Regions from separate parts of the Ovis aries genome. Here region 2 is linked to region 1. Evidence: chromatin contacts called from public Hi-C data. All regions are on one chromosome and are shown on one strand. The core of a region is the stretch at or near the end of the contact, and the rest is flanking DNA. Distances in the headings are between cores, read along the strand shown. Region 1 overlaps KCNIP1 (potassium voltage-gated channel interacting protein 1). Region 2 holds the start of GABRP (gamma-aminobutyric acid type A receptor subunit pi).

Region 1 (3,934 bases), core at 390-2,889:
GTTTCTGGTTGCTTTCTTCACATTTCCACTTCAATGTCTAACAGAACCCTCAGACTTTAAAGAAGACCCCTGAAATTTCCCTCCAAACCTGCCCTATGTGTCCCCGTGGCATTTAATGAAACTATTCTCCTAGGCACTTGGACACTTTTGGGGACTTGCTTGACCCTGGTCTCTCTGACACCCACATCCCGTCCAGCAGCGTCTCCTGGCGGCTTCACCTTCCGAACATACCAGCGATGGTCCCTTCTCATCCCTCCACATGCCCCCACCACCTGCGCCTGGGGCTCCATCTCCCGCGGCCTGGGGACCCCCGTGGCCTCCGAGCCGGCCTCTCTGCCTCCGTCATCCAGTCTCCTCACCGCACCCCGGTGGTCCTTGCTTCATAAATCCAAGTCAGATTGTTTTATAAGTTATATAAGTTTAAGCCTGGAAAATGTCTGCTCAAAATCCTTCAGTCGCTCCCACTTCCACCTCAGAACTGAACAAAGATCTTTGAGCAGATCCTTGTCTTGAATGGGGACGGAAACTGGAACAAAGTGGAAACCATACCTGCCGCCTTGAGGCTGAGAGTGTGGGAAACACAGCCAGCCAGGACGCAAACAAAGACCCTGACGACAGAGGTGGGGGGTGGGGGTGGTGCGTGGTGGAAGGTCTTTGAGGAGGTGATATTTAAGACATCAAAGAGACTGAGAACTTAAAGGGAGTCTTGCGACATCTCTTTCAATAATTCCTCCTAGCCCGTTTAGAAATGGAGGGAGAATGAGCCCAGAGAAGTAAGGGGACCTGCCCACGGCCACTCGGCATATTACCTACAGAACTGGGGTTTCAAGACAAGTATCCTGACAGTCTGGTTTGTGGCTGATGACAGCTGGCCTGAAGCTGCAGTTCTTAACAGTGATGTCTGGGAATACTACGAGACGTCAATCTTCTCTTATTAAATATATATACACATAACACAAAATAAAAGGTGTATGCATCTCATGCTTAACATGCCCACGCCTGATGCGTCCTCTGATGGGCCACAGTGCGGATGTTGCCCACTGGATTAATGGTGCCTCCGTCCTTCCACGTGCCTTCACCCAGCGACTCAGACCGCTCAGCCACGCTACCTGCTCCTGCCGTTTGCTTAGACCAAAAAACTCCGTGCAGTCAGTCTGGATTTCTCTGTCTCACCCGGACATCTGGTTTCTCAGCAAATCTGACTCCAAACTCACAGTACATCCAGGATCTGGCCCCTCTCTTAACTGCTGCCTTCACGGTGGGCACAGCTGTCGCCTCCCGTGAGGTCCGTGCAGAAGCCTCCGGTGCTTCCTCGCGTCTCCCTGTGAGCCCTCAGCCCCACGCCAGTCTGTCAGTCCACGCGCAGCACAGCCGTTAACCTGCTGTCCGGGTTCCACTCCACACTCTCTGCTGGCTCCCTTACCGCCCTGCCCCCGCCCTGCAGGCCACACGCCTTCGTCCTCCTGTCGCCTCCCTGGCCACTGTGCCTCTGCCCTCGCCTGGGCTCCCCAGCCCTACATTCCTGGCTGGGCACTGGCTGTTTATTCTGCCAGGAAAGCCCTCCCCCCAGGGACCAGCACGTCCCCCAAGCTGCTTCAGGTTGCGCTCCACAGGCAGTGCTGATCACTCTAGCTGAGATTCCAGTTTCTTCCCTGCTTGATTCTTTCTTTGCTCTTACAGCAGGATGGCCTCCTTACTTTCCTTATCTTGTTGGCCGTCTGCGTGTTAAATAACAGGTCTGCTCCCCGCGGTGTTGCCCCCCAGTACCCGAGTACCCGCCTTCCCTAGGTTGCTCCGGCTCCCGGCACCGCGCGGCACAGATCTCCGCTCAGCCCGTGTCGTCCCCTTTGGACACCAGGTGGCGCCACACGCCAACCCCCAGCTCCTGGCTGACGGGCCCTTGAAGGAATGAGAGACGCTGAGAATCAGCCCAGGAGAGGCCAGTGGCCTGACCCCACAATGAGAATGATCCTCTCAGACCTGGGGATTCACAAAATTCTTCCCCATGGAGGAGAAGGCCTCTCCTGGAGGCCTCTGCCTGGTTCGGTCTGGACTCAAGTTCCCTACACCAACAACCCTGTGGTTGGCCTCCTGTGTGCTAGGTGCTGTGCTGAGTGCTTTTCTCCAGATGTCGCATTAAATCCTCCCCACAGCTCTGGTCCCATCTGTAGACTTTGCAGAGCTTCCCTGGTGGCTCAGATAGTAAAGAATCTGCCTGCAGTATAGGAGACCTGGGTTTGATCCCTGGGTTGGGAAGATCCCCTGCAGAAAGGAATGGCAACCCACTCCAGTACCCTTGCCTGGAGAATTCAATGGACAGAGGAACCTGGTGGGCCGCAAAACCATGGGGCCGCAAAGAGTCAGACACAACTGAGCGACTTTCACTCACTTGGACGTGGAAATGGGGGTTCAGAGAGGCCAGGTTGCCTGCCTGAGGTCACACGGCTGATAAGTACAGAGCTAGGACTCCAACCCAGGCTCCTTTGGCTCAAAGTCAGGCTTCTTCCACTGCATCAAGTGTCTCCCCTCACTGGCAAAGTCAGAAGTTGGTCCATCCTGAAGTTAATACGTTTCAGAAATCAAGGAGGGGAAATGACACTGATTGGTGAGGCTATTTTCTTTCATGTACTTACTGCCGACGTCCCTGACATTAAGGATGTGTAAACTGAGCCCAGAGAGGAGGTGGTGCCTGCCCAAGCTCACACAGCACAGCTGTGTCCTTTCTCCTCACTTCCCAGGGCCTGTGCAGAGATGCTCCTGGTGGGATGGCAGAGCTGTTAGCAAGCTGTGCCAAAGGAGGCCACATGCACACAGAGATGGGCAGGTGCCTTTCAAAGCCTTGCAAGGAAGCCCCACGGGCAGGGTGAAACCTGGGAAGGGACCTCCTTGGGTTGAAAGAGATAGGATTTGAAGAGAGGATGATAAAGAAGAATGAATGATCCAGGAGGCCTTGGGCACAGTTGGATCTCAGGGCTCTTCTAAGGCTTTCTGAGTCTCTTTCCTGTCCTGTCGCCCTGGGTATTTCTTTCCGTCCCTACTTTAAACTTTGATCAGATGCTTGTTCTCTTGTCCCCCAGACCCAGATGAGTCTGGGCAGAGAAATGGGCAGGGGACAGAAGGACAGGAAGGGAAAGCCTCTGGCGCAGGCAGGGCTGTGCCCACAGACGGCTGCCGGACCATCCTGGCCCCCAGGGAGGCACAGCCCCGCTGTTCTGGGGGCGTCTCTGGGAGGCGGCAGGCACTGCGTGGCCCGTCCTCGCCATCACTAAGTGAGCTGTGCACCGCCGTCCCTTCCCTGGTGAGGACTGTGAGCTGGCAGGCCTGGCCCGTCACCAGGCGGTCAGCAGCTGAGCGGGAATACCCCCAGGGCCTCACGGTGGGGAAGGGAGGAACCAGAGGCCCTGGAGGAGGGGCTGGGCACAAAGGGCAGTCCCAGCTCCTGCCCAGAGTCTGAGCGAGATGCAAGAAGCGCTGCCACCACTGAAAGTGAAAGTGAAAGGCGCTCAGTCATGTCCAACTCTTTGCGACCCCATGGACTAGTCCATGGAATTCTCCAGGCTAGAATATTAGAGAGCCTTTTCCTCGGCTCCTAATAAAGAAGGAAAAATAAGTAAATCGGCAGTTTGGGGCCTGGCGGCTCCCTGTGGGGAAGACTGCTCTCCTTCTGTGCAGGCAGGTAAATCTGTAGGTTTTTTTTCTTAGATAAATTCCATCCAGGACAGCTTTTTTTTGGATCTCCAGCTGCTTCTGGAAAGTCTTTGAAATGGAGAAGAGCAGAGCCAAGTCGCTAAGGCTCAGACTTGCCCTGGAGTGCTGAAGCCGTTCCTCGCCCCCCGGGGGCCATGTGTGTGGACCCCCTCAGTGCTTCCTGAACGTCTACTGGGGCCACGCTCAGCGAGGCTCGCCTCCACCCTCAGAGATGCCCTGGGGGGCA
Region 2 (3,934 bases), core at 657-3,156, 160 kb before region 1:
TCCAGGTGAATCATGTGCTTCCTGTGGTCAGCCCTAAGTTAGGAAGAGAGAGTGTCTGGGCCCTGGGCCTTTGAATCTGCTCCAAAGAGTCCATGCTCTGAGAAGCTTTACCCAGGCTAGACTTAGATGTGTGATCCCATCTCACTCTGCTTGCTCTGGTTACAGTGCTGAAAATGTGTCATTTTATAAGGGAAGAAAGGAGAAAAGGAGAAAGCCCTCTAAATGCCTGCAAGGTGCCACTCTTGGTAATTAATCTCATTTAATCCTCACCAACTGACCCAGTAGGTGTTAATTTAGAGAGCTGACTCTCAGGTCAGTGAAAGGTTTTGACTGAGGTTGCATGGCCATTAAGTGCCTGTGATTTGAACCCAGGTCTTCCAAGCCCCTCTTTTATGTGCCATATTTGGGCCTCAGGTCCTGGAGCTGAACTGGGTTCCACCAAACCCATCTCTGGGATAGAGTACCGCATCCACAGCACGGCCTAAGTGGCAAGTGCGGCTGGTGCCCTCGTTCCGTGTGGCAGAGGCACCAACCCTTAGGTGACGGTTCACGTACCCGCCTGCCTGAATAGAGGTTTGGGCCACCAGCTGAGATACAGACTCTGGGAATGGCGTTTGGCAGAGCTGTGCACTGAACCTCCAGGGGGTGGTGCCCAAAGGGTTGTCTTGCAGCCACAAGACTCGAAGACTCTGGCTGGAATCGCGAGCCTCCTGCAGCTGTAGGGAGCATGGCACTCAGGCACGCATACCCGTTCCTGAGGAGTCCATGCACTCTCACCCTCCTCTGAGGGGACCTCTGCCAAGACCCAGCTTCCACTGGTAGAGCCTGAACTTTGGATTCAGGCACCCCTGAGTGGCTTAACCTCTCAGAGCACTGGTTTTCTCATCTAACAAAAGGGAGTGGAAAGCACTCAGCGAACACTTGCTTCCATCCTCCTCTACCTTCTCCATCTTCCACAGGGACCTTGGTGCCTCCACGTGACTACAGAAATCCAAAGCTCAGGCTCTTTCTAACACACCCAGGGTGTGAGCTGACCAGAGTGTCGCTCCGAGGGCACTCAAGTTGGCATCACCTCAGGGAGGACAGTGTCAGACACAGGACTTCAGGGTCACCTACGTGACTGATGCCCCCTTTTTCTAGGTGGGCTCTGAGAAGCAGCTGTTGTTTAGTTGCTAAGCCATGTCCGACTCTCTGCAACCCCGTGAAGCAGAAGTAATTCCAGTACGTGCTGGTTTCCACTCCCATTCCCAGAACTGCCATCACACAGATACTGTGAACTTAAACTTGTCATGTGAGCCTCCTTCCTCCATGGGCACGGCCCCCCTGTCATCGGTCCCTTCTGCATAGACAGAACCATTTGTTGGAAAGCAGGGGTGGCACCTGAATTAGGCTGAGGTGAGGAGAGACATTATCACCACAGGCCCACCTTGAGAAATCACAGAAGCTGGACTTGTCCAGTGTGTGTCCTGGGCGGCAATACAGAGAGGAAGTCCTGTGGCCCCAGGATCAGACCAAAGATGCTCTAGTCTTGATTCTGCGCTTTCTCTGAGATTGTTTAACTTCTCCCTGAAGTTTAGTTCCCTCCACTATATTAATAAAAGGAAAAGTTTTTAAGACAAAGGTGAGGCGTTGTGCAAAGGAGGTGCTCCACAAATTCCAGACCCAGCCCCCTTCCCCGGGTCCCTGCCAGGCTTAGATTTGGCTCGCCTGCCCTTTTCTCGCTCCATGCACGGAGAGGGGCCAGCAGCTTCCTTACCAGTTTCCTTCCTCTGTTAGTACAGGGCCTTTAGGTCTTCAGGCTGGGCTTTCAAGTAGGGCATAGTCTTCCGGGTCCCTGAGATTCTTCCCATCGTCAGCCCTGACCCCTGGGATCACACAACCACTCTCTGATGGAGTGGCTCTCTCTGCGGGAAAGAAGAAGCTGCAGGACCAGACCGGCAGACGGCTGGGTGAGGCCTCTCACAGCTCCTCCCCTGGGTGGGGCTCTGAGGAAGTTCCAGGTGTCTGTGGGAATTCTCAGCTCTGGCTAGAGCTGCTGGCTGCCAGGGACTTGATTCTGAGCTGTGTCTCAGCCATGCTTCTGGACCAGAGAAGATTCTTAAGATGCAAGACCCACGAAAGTCAAATAAAATGGGTCACCCACCCATCATGTCTGGAAGATGAGTCTCTGGTTCTGGATTTGGGGGACTCCCCTCTACCTTGGTATGATGGATGAAATGAGAATTTGCAGTGTGTATGACCTTGGGCAAGCCACTTCACCCCTCTACTCCTCAACTTCCCATCCATAAAATAGAACTCGACCATCTCTAAAATTATGATTCCTGGTTATGTATTTTAAATGCCTCTTTGGGATCAACAGAGAGCCTTATCTGTGTGTAAGATTTGCAGAGCCCAGCACCTCATGCTTTCCACTCTGTGAAGTTTCAAAAAGAGACACAGAAGTCAAGAGAATAGAGGATAGAGGCTGAGCAGACCCACCCAGGAAGAGATCGGAAGGACTCTGGGACAAATCTGGAGAGATTTCCAGACTGCTCCAACTTTCCTGTCCCTACCCCCGACTCAGGTAATTTTCCGTTCCCCACAGAGTCCACTGCTGTGGGAGCCTCCTTCTCCCCTGACCAGTTGAACCTCCTAACAGAAGTGCTTCACAGCGTCCTCTGAAAACTGAAGTGCCCTCCTTGTCACTGTAGCCAGTGGCCTCGAAACTCAATCCTGGCTTCCTGTGGGAAGGCACAAGGAATTCCCCGGAGGGTTGGCCTCACACCCTGAGAGCTGGCGGCTGGGGAGGGAGTCGGATGGAGAGGCCCAGGGGCGAGCTGGCAAGATGCCCCTCAGCACCTCCTACCCTCCTGACATCACTGCAGGGCTCCTGCCCAGGTCCCTGCCTGTCCGGGAGATGGGGCGGTGGGGAGAGAGCGAGACAGTTGAAGACGGAGTAAATGAAAATTCAGGAAGCTAAAGGAGGTAGGAAGGATAGAGGGGGCCTCCATGGGCAATGACCCATAGATGCCTTTGGCGTCAAACCAGTTTCCTTAATGTGCCCCGAGAGCCTGGCCAGCATCAGAAGCATTTCTGTGCTAGCTGGCAAGGAGTAGGTACCTGAAAAGAAAGCTCTTTGATTTCTCTTGACAGGACTCACTTTGACCTGAGGAACGTGACGGTGGCTAGGAAACAAATGCAGGAGGATCCAGTTTCAGGTTCTCAATGAATGGAAAGTAGTTTGGGGGTTTTCTCAGAATTGCCAGATGTTCTCACATAAAACGAAGGCTCAAAAGTGACAAAGACAGTTCGGAGATGGGAGGTGGGGATGGGAGGAGTGGGTGTCCTCTGACTCAGGAGCAGTGAGATGAAAGACCGGGCGGCAGCTGGCTGGGTGGCTTTGCCAAGGTACTCAGTTTCTTTATCTGACAAATGAGGATGATGGTTTCTCACAGTGTTGCTGCAAGAATTCAGCAATGACAGGTTTAAAACTAGCTTGCGTATTGTGCCTGGCACATTGTGGATACTTGATAAATTGTTCTTTTTATCTGATGTCATTGGTATCTGCTCGTTTGTACTTACCTATTTAAATCTCCATCTAAGTATCTACCTACCTACCTATTTAGCTTTCTATTTATCTATTTAGCTGTCTATCTATCTATCTCTCTAATCATCTACCCAACCAGCCAGTGTTTAGACTTCCCAATCAGACTGTGATAGATTGACGGCATCAGGATCAGGGCAAGCCAGCCGTCAAGTTAATAAAGTAGGCATGATGAGGCTTCTTACCTCCCAACTTCAAATGATGCTTCAGTTTAGTGCCAGCTTCTCTGATGTCTTTCAGATCAACTGAAGAAATGCTCAGAGTGGGGAGTTTGCAGGAAAGGCATGTTCTTATCCAGAAGACCCAGTATCCCTGCACCATCCAGGTCTCCTCATTTCCAAGAGTGACCTC

What was found. A called contact is a pair of places that touch in the nucleus more often than the background predicts.
Region 2: a Hi-C map of hypothalamus shows a contact between it and region 1, with 5 times the contacts expected there. The contact joins the promoter of GABRP here to the enhancer-like site in region 1. A contact is called at or near these places in 2 of 16 Hi-C or Micro-C datasets (hypothalamus and mixed tissues).

Annotation. Positions count from the first base shown.
Region 1 is chr16:2,719,221-2,723,154 of ARS-UI_Ramb_v3.0, reverse strand. All of the region lies in intron 1 of KCNIP1 (potassium voltage-gated channel interacting protein 1), which reads right to left. Among named protein-coding and RNA genes, the nearest start is that of GABRP, 160 kb to the left of the region's middle. Within about 2 kb of position 1,639, at least 4 of the 54 cell types and tissues checked have an H3K27ac peak or open chromatin away from gene starts, as enhancers often do. A contact at or near this core is called in hypothalamus, where this site is marked.
Region 2 is chr16:2,884,039-2,887,972 of ARS-UI_Ramb_v3.0, reverse strand. GABRP (gamma-aminobutyric acid type A receptor subunit pi) reads right to left here and starts at 1,906. Exons shown (of 10, transcript XR_009596702.1): 1 at 1,757-1,906.